Regions from separate parts of the Hordeum vulgare genome. Here region 2 is linked to region 1. Evidence: chromatin contacts called from public Hi-C data. All regions are on one chromosome and are shown on one strand. Each heading gives the region's core, a stretch centred on a gene start, on an enhancer-like site or on the middle of the called end of the contact. The rest is flanking DNA. Distances are from core to core; before and after follow the strand shown. Region 1 holds the start of LOC123448328 (CDK5RAP1-like protein). Region 2 has its middle 480 kb from the start of LOC123448328.

Region 1 (5,405 bases), core at 2,161-4,660:
GGTTGCCTATCATGCCTACATATCAACTCGATGCTCTTATAAAGTTGGCTATCATGATCGTCAAGTTGCCTAGCGTCACCTATGAAGTGGATTTTAATGATTTTTTAGAGGCAACTTTGCTACCACAAAGAGGAAACTTCTGAACTGAAGTAGGCAACTTTCGGTTAGGTTGTGTATCATGCCCACCTATCATCCTGATGTTCTTTTGATTTGGCTACAATGACTACCAGATTGTCTAGAATGTCGTATAAGTTGCCTAGCGTCAACTATGAAGTTGCTTTCGATGATACTTCTTTTCTCAAGCAACTTTCGTGTCACGGAGAGGCAACTTTTGTACTACAATAGGCAACCTTTGCACTATAATAGGCAACTTTTGGTTAGGTTGTGTACCATGGTCATGTATCATCCTAATGTGCTTTTGAATTGGCTATGATGTTGCCTACCAAGCTGCCTGCCATCACTTGTAAGTTGCCTACCATGACTACGTATCAACCTTAGTGCTGCATAACGCACCTCGTCGTTAGGTTGCCTATTATGGCCACACATCAAATCAATGTGTTTATAAGTTTGCTATCATGATCGTTAACTTTCCTAGCGCAACCTATGAAGTTTGTTTTGACAAACTTCTTCTCTTGTTAGATAGAAAACTTTGGTGGGCAGGAAGGCAACTTCTGAAATACAGTAAGAAACTTTCAGTTAGTTTATGTATCATGGTCACCTATCAGCCCAATGTTCTTTTGAGTTGCCTAATATAACTAACAAGTTTTCTACATCACCTATAAGTTGCCTACCATGACTGACTATCAACTTTGGTGATACATGAGAAGCACTTTATTGCAAATGTTGCCTATAGTGACTACCTATCAACTCAGCGCTCCCATCAGTTGGCTATCATGACCATCGAGTTGACTACCATCACATATTAAGTTACCTTCAACAAACTATTTTTTTCAAGCAACTTTGATGGTATAATGAGCAATCTTGTTGTTATAAGAAGAAAATTTGTTGTCAGGTTGCCTATTATGGCTATTATTAAACTAATGATTTTCTAATATGGTTGTCCTGATTCTCAAATGTCTAACATAATTCTAGTGTTGCTTTTGATCAACATTTTTTATAGGCAACTTCAATACTATGGTACGCGGGGGGGGGGGGGGGGGGCAACTTTGGTGCAACAAGAAGAAACTTTGCGGTAGATTGCTTATCATGACTACATCTCTATCCAAACACTTCTAAGTTGACGAGTAGCACTAACAAGTTGCCTGATATCACATGCAAAGTTGCCTATGATGATTACCTATCAACCTAATGCCCCCCTAAGTTGGTACCATGACTGTCAAGTTGTGTAACACCATCTCTATAGTTGCATAACATCATCTCTAAGGTTTCCTAGCATTATCTAAACCTTAGCAACAACATCAACTTTTCATAATACTGTGGGCAACTAATTACCGATGGCAAGCAATTAATCAGTCATAATAGGCGACTAAAAAATTACCAATGATAGACAACTGAGCATCGACAATAGGATACTTAAAGATAATGGTAGGTAACTGCACATCAACTGGTAGAGAACTTACCCGTCGCGATAGCCAAAAGTGAGAAGAATATTAGGCAAATTAACTATTACACATACACAACTAAGTTGCTTCTGTGCACCACTAAAGTTACCTTCCAAAAATAAGAAAGTTGCTTTGCAAGTGATGTAAAGTTTACTACCCCACATAGCTTGGCCACTTTCCCTGGGTAACAGAAGTGGTGTGAAGTTGTCCACCGCTCAAGTAACTTACCACTTGTCCATGTCTCTGGCAACTCCCGTTCGCATCTCTCGCAAGTGGCTCTCACCCATTTTTCCGTGTTTTTTTGCGTAGGGGTGGTCGCCGCACTCAACCTATCTCCCAAAATGTGCTTCTCTCGCGCGTGCCCCTACCCCCGATGCTTCCCTCCATAAATCCTATTTAACCTCCTATGAAACCTCAGTCCACCTCGTCCCTATGCATTTCGCGGTTCGTCAACCCCCCTAAAGTCGCGAAGGCCCAACCCCTATCCACAAAACACTCAATTTGTCCTGACCCATAGATCTCGCACACGGTTGGCGGGCCAAACATCGGCCCAACCCATGACTTCACACATGAGCGGCGTTCCTGCTTCACTCGACTCTCGGGAGTGAATCTCCGGGCAACTCATGTCAACATCTCTAGCAACTACTTATCATGCATTGGGCAAGCTTTTGTGTGAAAAAAAGAAAAAAAAACACAAGGGGGGATGTTGATCTAGTCAAGATCGCTCGAGTTCGGCAAGTTTAACACGTGATAGCTATGAAAAAAGCTTGTAGTATCATCGAAAACTATCTAGTAAATGTTCGACAAGTTTTAGTGAGTAAAAACACAATACACATCTTGTGTAATTAAAGACAACCCATCTTGTGGGAATGAGACATCGACTGTTATGGTGTACCACATTGCAGAAACAAATCAACCAACAACACAAGCATCTGCTACACATACAAAATCAAAACAACCATTCACAAATTAGATGCACGCGCAACATTGCATCTCCTATTGCTTGTTACCATCAAACATCGCAAGATGGCACACAAGCAATATACACAAGAATTACACATATCAACGACAATAAAGAGCTTTACATGGCCATCTATCATTTGTGCAGCAAAAACAAAACAAGATACGAGTGTCGAAAGGCCGATCAAGCAAGGAGCAAGAAAAGATTCGAGCCGCAGCAAACAACATCGGCAATCGAGCTGACGAGACGTATCAGCCGACGCGTCAGTCGTCGATGGTGGACATCCTGTCCCCGCCGACCTTACTTCCGCCCAGCTCCAGATGCAAGGCTGCAATAGGATGCCCCCTGTGCTGGGCGGCTAGAGTGTTGAGGACTGCACGACATGCACCTGACCATGTGGTTGTCAGAGAACAATGAAACAGAGGAGTCTAGACCTTGAGGCTCGCGTGGGCGCGGGGCACATCCGCATGTCGCAGCCAAAAGAAGTGAGCACCCGGGAGCAACAACGTCGCAGACACCGAAAAATGCCTCCCCGTAAACCTTCACCTACGGGTGCCCTGAAGAAGACGGGATCTCCATGAACGGCCTGTCCTAGATGAAGATGAATTGGATGGCGTTGAGACTAGATGAGATCTAGGCGGCGGGGTAGGGGAGGAGAGAGAACAAATGAGAGGAAGAGGGATCGGTGCGGTGGATTTTTTTTTGAAATGGAGCAAGTATGTGGCTTGTCGTGTAGCTGAGCGCTCACACAACGATACATGGCACGCGAACACTTTTAAGAATTTAGGTATTTTATTAATATTAGAAAGACAAGAAATAGATTACATTGCTTTTCACCACTGATCTTACATCAGACGGACATGCCAAACTGTTATCCGACTGCCCCCGACACGCCGCCGCTCCTACCCGACCCCTCTTTCCTCACCTCTCGCACGCCCCGCTCACCGCCATCCAAACCGCGATGGCGGCGCCGCTCGCCCCGCTCACCGCCGCCCGCCTCGGCCGTGGCCTCGGCCTCCTAGCATCCGTACGCTACTACGGCGCTATCCCTGTTCCACTTTCCGTTTCCGACCCACGGCGCCGGCTCCCGGCCCCGCCCCATCTCCACGTCAGCCGCTCTGTCCGCCACCTCGCCGCCACGGACGTCTCTGAGCCCCAGACAGAGTAAGTCGGTGACCCTTCCATTCCCTCAACTTGAAGCGCGATAGGCTGACGTTGTGTTAGAGCATCAGTAAACTGTAAAACTTGGTGGAAAAGTGCATTTGTTATTGTTAGAACCCTTTCTGTTTCAGCTAAAGATGTACTCTCTCTGTCCCATATTAATTGAGGCTCAAACGGATGTATCTAGCACTGCAAGTATTTTCGTTTCTGTACGGAACTAGATATTTCCTTGTTTATTTCGTTCTTGGTCCAGTGCGAGCTAATCGCTAATGTATGGCTGCAGTCTCAGAATTTATGTCGTCTCTTGCCTGGCTCAGTGCTGAAATATTTTGCTTTTTGTGTTTAACAAGCTTATGCATGGACGACTGTCCATTTTGTTAGCTATTGAGTTTCATGTGACTGGTTATTGTATTCTTTTTCGTAGCAGTATTCAGTGAACTCCGATCAGTTAATATGCCTCATAATGATTTGTGCCTGCATTTTGAGATATAACCGTGATTTTTCTTGTGGGTCGTCTAGTTCAGAGTCTGGTACAGCGACTGTAAAGAAGGGACGCATCTACCATGAAACGTACGGGTGTCAGATGAATGTAAATGATATGGAGATTGTGCTGTCTATCATGAAAAAGGAAGGGTACAATGACATTGTTCCTGACCCTGAGAGTGCAGAGATAATATTTATCAACACCTGTGCAATTCGTGACAATGCAGAACAGAAAGTTTGGCAGCGGCTCAACTACTTTTGGTTCCTGAAAAGGCAATGGAAAACTAATGTCGCTGGAGGGAGATCTAAGTCTCTGCGTCCTCCTAAGATTGCTGTTCTCGGGTGCATGGCAGAGCGACTGAAGGAGAAAATACTCGACTCCGATAAGATGGTTGATGTTGTATGTGGTCCGGATGCGTACAGGGACTTGCCTAGGCTGCTGCAAGAAGTGGATTATGGGCAGAAGGGTATCAACACACTCCTCTCACTGGAGGAGACTTATGCTGACATCACCCCAGTTAGGATTTCTGACAATTCGGTTACGGCGTTCGTGTCAGTTATGAGGGGTTGTAACAATATGTGCTCGTTTTGCATTGTTCCCTTCACTAGAGGCAGGGAGAGGTCACGCCCAGTATCTTCTGTTGTCCGAGAAGTTGGTGAGCTCTGGTATGCTGGCGTAAAAGAAGTAATGCTTCTTGGTCAGAATGTAAACAGTTATAATGATACTTCTGAAGTTGAGGAGTTAGAGCCTGGTAAAAACTGGCAGCTCAGCGAAGGATTTTCCAGCAGGTGCAAAGTGAAGAATACGGGGTTGCGCTTTGCCGATCTCCTGGATCAGTTGTCTCTGGAATACCCTGAGATGCGATTCAGGTTTACCTCTCCACATCCAAAGGATTTTCCTGATGAGCTGCTATATTTGATGCGGGATAGGCACAATATTTGCAAACTTATTCACTTGCCTGCACAATCAGGCAGCACAGAGGTGCTGGAACGAATGAAGCGGGGTTATACTCGAGAAGCATATTTGGAGCTTGTACAGAAAATCCGTAATGTCATTCCAGATGTTGGGCTAAGCAGTGATTTCATAAGTGGTAAGACACACATGTTTTCTGCTTTTTGGTAATCACAATCTTTCTAAGTGAAGTGCTTCCAATGTGGATATATATTTTCTGGAGTAAATTGCAAAAATCCACCACAATTGGGGCGAAGTTTTCAACGCTTCAGGAAAAAAACACCAA
Region 2 (5,932 bases), core at 2,639-5,138, 480 kb before region 1:
GTGCCGTTTTTAGCTTATTATATCATTTTGGAGGAAAATAAACTAAGTATATGACATTTATGAGCTAACCAAGGTTATTATGTCATTTTTAACCTAACTAAGCTAATTATGTCATTTTAGAGCAAACAAGCTAAGTATATGACATTCATGACGTAACCAAGGTTTTTACGCCATTTCTGACATAACTAAGCTAATTATGTCATAAGTGAAATAAATAAGCTAATTATGTCATTTTGGAGGATAATTAGCTAAGAAGAAGAATAAGAATAAGAATAAGCAGTGGAAGAAGAAGATGATGATGATGATGAAGGTGAAGAATTAGAACTTGAATAAGAAGAAGAAGAAGAGAAGAAGAAGAAAAAGAAGAGGAAGAAGAATAAGAAGACTATAAGAAGAAGAAGAAGAAGAAGAAGAAGAAGAAGAAGACTAGAAGAAAAAGAAGAAGAAGACTAGAAGAAGAAGAAGAAGAACAAAAAGAAGAAGACAGAGAAGGAAAATAATAAGAAAGAAAGAAGAAGGTCATTTTTCTTATTTTGTTACTTTTTATTCTCTTTCCTCTTATATACTTTCGTTTTCTTTTTATGCCATATTTGAGCTTATTGTGCCATTTCAGATGAAATTTAGCTCAGTATATGACATTTATGAGCGAAATAAGGTGATTATGCTTTTGACCTGGCTAATCTAATTATGTCAATTTAGAGGAAACAAGCTAAGTACATAATATTTATGAGCTAACCAAGGTTATTATGCAATTTCTGACCTAACTATGCTAGTTATGTCATAAATAAATTAATCAAGCTAATTATGTCATTTTGAAGGATAATTAGCTAAGAAGAAGAAGAATAAGAAGAAGACTAGAAGAAGAAGAAGAAGAATAAGAAGATGATGGAGACTAGAAGACGGCGAAGAAGAAGATCAAGAAGAAGTATGAAGAAGAAGGATAACAACAACAACAACAAGAAGAAGAAGAAGACTAGAAGAATAACAAGAAGAAGAAGAAGAAGGAAAAGAAAAGGAAGAAAAAGAGAAGGACAATAATAAGATGAAAGAAAGAAGAAGCTCATTCTTCTTCTTTTATTCTTTCTTTTTCTTCTCTTTCCTCTTCTATTCGTTGTTTTTCTTTTTTGCCGTTTTTAGCTGATTATGTCATTTTGGAGGAAAATAATCTAATTATATGACATTTATGAGCTAAGCAAGGTTATTATGCCATTTTTTGACCTAACTAAGCTAATTGTGTCATTTTAGAGGAAAACAAGCTACAAATATGACATTCATGAGCTAACCAAGGTTGTTATGCCATTTGTGACCTAACTAAGCTAATTATGTCATAAGAGAAATAAATAAGTTAATTATGTCATTTTTAGGATAATTACCTAAGAAGAAGAAGCAGATGATGATGATGATGATGATGAAGGTGAAGCAGAATTAGAAGAAGAAGAAGAGGAAGACTAGAAGAAGAAGAACAAGAAGAAGAAGAAGAAGAAGAATAGAAGAAGAAGAAGACATGTGGGGACCCTGACTCATAAGTCGTGATCACGGAATGAATGTGCACAGTGATACCAGAGAATAATGCTCCCTGAACACACAAAAACTGAATAGCATGAGTCTTACATCCATTAAGTACCGTTTGGCTTGGATATGGCCTGTGTGGCCAAGCTTCATATACTTGCAGCGGGAAATCATCATCAACAGTGTGTACCCATGCCATATGCCTTAACCCAACACGTATTCTATATCGCACATACGCCACCAAGGTAATCTTCAACATATCATGTTCTCTTATGCGTGGCCACTAAAATAACCAGTGGCAAGCCAATGAGTACTTTTGATGTACTCGCAAGCAACCCATGTTTGAAACAAGGAAAATACAGAGCATAGTATAGCACTAAATAGGTAATTTACATAAATGTAATTTTGATTGCAGTGACATGATCGCTCTTGTGAAAACATGAATCAACGTGTTGCAGATATCCATATGTACAAGTTATATATATCATCTTCAGCACGAGTTGAATGTGCCACGTTCATTTGCCGTGTCAAGTCATCTGACTTAACTCAAGTATCACAATAAGCAGGGGTTGAACGTCCCACGTTGATATATCATGCAAAGTCATCTGACTTAGCTCGAGTATCATCTTACACACACAACCATCCTTTCTCACACGCACACTTGGTTTATGCGAAAACATCTGGACGTAGCCTAAGAGTGGTGATCCAACTGTCCTTCATTGTGAACACGACTATTCGAATAGTTTTACACTCTGTAGAGGTTGCGTACTGTACCTACGAGACCTGGGGAACTTCCATATCATCCACGACTCACGATATATCACATACCCAAGGTAAGCACCCGAACAATGCCTTTCCCTTGTAGATAATAAACAAAGACTCCACTTGATTGGTACCCAGCCCTAATGATGTACATCATACGAGCCTCGCTCTAGATCGTACCATCCATGAAGGGACCAACGGTGTGCCCGGTGCCTGTGAAAACGGCTCATGGTCGCCCTACTTTGCATGACCCCATGATGAAAGTGACCATGTCACTCTAACCACTAGTAATGCAGGCTCTCTGCTAGCACTGACCAAAGTAATCAACAAAGCCTTGTCCCATGAGGGGTATCGTGGTCGCATATGTAAGGTTGGAGTAATAGTCACAACTTAGACCAATCTGTTTTCAAAACCACACACACAAAACTTTTATCGGTGACCCACTTCCTTCCCAAGTGGTCACCCATCTCATCACCATCTCCCTTGGGCATCAGTGTCACCCGACGGGGTTTTCAACAAACCTTCGAAATCATTTCTTTCACGGTCATCATGCATAGACCCATCCCATTGGCCTAGCAACTACTAGCATCCTAACTACCTCCCACCCACACAACCCTCATAGGTTGTAGGGTCATACCCAAGTGCAAGTATCAACGAGGAGTTCCTCCGAGACAACTGGCCAAGGTGATTATCAACACAATCATGATACAAATGCAACGAAATATATCGCTATATGGCATGCAAAATAATTGGTTTCTTAGACATGGTCAAAGGGTCTTCCTATGCTTCTCGTCCAATTCCGAGCACTCCGTTTACTTCGTCAACTATCAACGAAACAACCACGAAAAGCCACACAACAAGAAGAAAACAAAATTGCTCCACAAATAGTAGTTCTATTTTTCTTGGATATTTCTGATCATAAGAAAAATTATCTAAAGTTGTTCTAAGGTATTTGGGTCACTAGAGATTTTTATACGGTGGAAATAGAGGAAGTGGTGATCCTATAAGAAGTCTACAGAAAATATTTTTACAAAAATGAGTGGATGTGCCTATAAATTAGGGGATAATTTTAGAAACATTTTGGAAGTGGTTTCACTCGATTTGGAGTTGGCATGAATATTCTGGGGATTTCCTAATATGTCATAAATGGTAAAGAGGGGCTACTCATTTGGTGCAATAGAAATAATGCGGAGAAAAATGTTGAGTCAGACCAGAAAAATACGGCATGATTTCTAGAGTCTATCGAAATTGAAATTACTCCATTTGGAGTTGATTTGGAGGCTCTAAGAATTTTTCAAGGTGGGATTTGAATAATCAAATTTGAATTTGAATTTCAACATTACAGAAAATACTTTTGGAAAAATGTGCAATGCATATATTTGGATAGGCAAGGATTTTATAAGTTTCTGGAAATTTGAGTAATCAGAATTGGATGTCCTATGAATTTATTAAGGATCTTTGGCCTTTCTAGAAAAATAAAAAGAAAAGAGAAAGAAAATCCTTACCTAATCGTGTTAAGCTATGCACTGGGCGCAACTTAGCCGTGGGGCCAGCCCAGCGGCTCAACCCCACAGCAGGCGGGGTTGTCGCCGAAGGCGTCCCAACCTGTTAACCGCTGGCGCTGGCGGTTTCCAGCGACTCCGTTTCCACTTAAGAAAAGGGAGGCCCACCCGTCAATAGCGTGGCCTCTCTGAGAGGCCGATAGATGGGGCCCGTATGGCGGGTTCTTCCCTTACCTCCCCCTCGGGCACAGAGGGAGCGGGGGAGGCAAAGCCGAGCGGCGCCGGCGCTCCTACCGATGACAACGGCTACCCCTGGCGGCGCTACGACCACCAACGAGGACAAGGCGACGGCGCGCACCCTCCTGGGTGGTTAGCCCCTGCTGGAAGGCAGCGGAGAGCGTGGGGCCGATGCTGCGGCGGAGACTGACAACAGTGGGCATGGGCAGGCCGGCGCAGACGACGAGAAAGGAAATGGGGATGAGCCGAAGGCTAGTCGAGGTTTCTTGGCCGATTCCTGTGGGCAGGAGGTGAAGAGAGGCATTTGGGGGCTCCAATTTTGAACGGAGGCCGTTGGCAAGGCCTCGGCCATGGGGGACGATGGTGAGCATGGGGGCGAAATTGGGGGCGTCGGGAGATTTGCACGAGGGAGAGAGTGCGATCCGAGCGGAGAGGGGGTTACGGGACGGCCCTAAAGTACCCCAGGTGCTGGTGCATCGTGGAAGGAAGCTCGGAGCGGTCGTGGACATCACCAGTGTGCTCGGGAGCTCTCCAGGTGGTGCCTGCGTCCTTCATGGACTTGGTCCTCGACCAGGGAAGGAAAGAGAGGGAGCGGGGAAAGCTCAGAGGCAGGACCAGACCACGCACAGAGAGTGGCTGAGTTGGTCGGCATCGGGCACCCGTGACAGGGGACGCCCGAGAGAGAAGCAGGAGGGGGCCTTAAGCGTAAAATGTTGAGGACGCCGAGGTGGCCTCGGGGGACACTACCGAGACTCCCAAAGCTGTCGGGAGCCTCGGGATGCTGCGGCTATAGTGCCCTGGTGCACTGTAGCACGCTCGAGAGCACGCCAACTACAAGCCTGGGCATGATTTTGGCATGCGGGGCACGGCCACAAGCCTGTGAGCGCGACAAAAGTTGTTCACTAGACTTAGGAGGAAATATATAAGGAAAACGTTACCTTTCAACCGACTGATCCTGCTCTCGCGTTTACCGTCTTCTTTGTTTGCCACGTGGCCGGGCGGACGAGCCGTGACCCGTTTTTCTGAAACAACTCCATTGTTTCAGAACGTTGTTCCTGCAGCTTGGAAGTTGTTGCAGAAGAAGGGAACCCAGGCATGACGAGACGGCTTCCACCGGAAGCAAGCCAAGAGCTCGCCGGCCGCCCCGCCGCCTAGAGCTCGCTGGCCGCCCCGCCGCCTAGAGCTCGCCGGCCGCCCCGCCGCCAAGAGCTTCCCAGCTCGCTAGGTAGTGCTTCTGCAACTTGACATTTGTTGCAAAAATTCCTAAAACATGACCTTTTGTTGCAAAAAACTCTCCCGCAAAACGAAGAAAAAAAAATCCCGCAACAAGCAAATTGTTTCTGAAACTCGACCGTTGTTTCAGGAATTAACGGGTCCAAAGTTTATTTATTGCAACAAAGCGAAAGTTTCTGCAACTCGAGCGTCGTTTCAGGAATTAAGTACAGGAATGGATCGGACGCTACGCGCGAGATCTAACGGCTGTCGAGGCGGTGGATGTTTAATAAATATCCACCGGTAGATGCGTAGCAGCCCCCAATATACAATGTGCATAAGGTCAAGGGGATATAGGGGGATGCTTTAGGTGAGAAGAAAAGTGGGGGGTAGAGAGAGAAGTTGTTGTCCACGAAGGTAAATGGAGGTTTCACCCCCTCCAATAATGAAGCTCGGGACATGCAAGGTTTACTCGAGGTGCATGATGACTACAAGATCCTGTGGTAAAAATTGAAGGCCAAGCAGAAGTCATTTAGGGGCTCTATTATTGAACTCTGGAGTCCATCAGAAGGTGTTTCATCACTAGTCGGGCTACCTCTGATGCTCCCATGGTTTTGAAAATTAACATGACCAAATGGTGGTCATAAATAAGGTTGGACACCAAATATGAGATTTGTTGGAGAAAGTTTTCAGTGTAGACTTGAAAAACC

What was found. Hi-C and Micro-C count contacts between places; a contact is called where the count stands out from the background.
Region 2: a Hi-C map of seedling shows a contact between it and region 1, with 3 times the contacts expected there. The contact joins the enhancer-like site here to the promoter of LOC123448328 in region 1. A contact is called at or near these places in 1 of 6 Hi-C or Micro-C datasets (seedling) and 1 of 1 datasets of contacts at active chromatin or transcription factors (embryo).

The regions. Positions count from the first base shown.
Region 1 is chr4H:175,168,322-175,173,726 of MorexV3_pseudomolecules_assembly, reverse strand. LOC123448328 (CDK5RAP1-like protein) reads left to right here and starts at 3,410. Exons shown (of 3, transcript XM_045125167.1): 1 at 3,410-3,687; 2 at 4,204-5,258. The coding sequence starts at 3,485.
Region 2 is chr4H:175,645,362-175,651,293 of MorexV3_pseudomolecules_assembly, reverse strand. No RefSeq gene overlaps it. Among protein-coding and RNA genes, the nearest start is that of LOC123448328, 480 kb to the right of the region's middle. Within about 2 kb of position 3,888, at least 3 of the 3 cell types and tissues checked have open chromatin away from gene starts, as enhancers often do. A contact at or near this core is called in seedling, where this site is marked.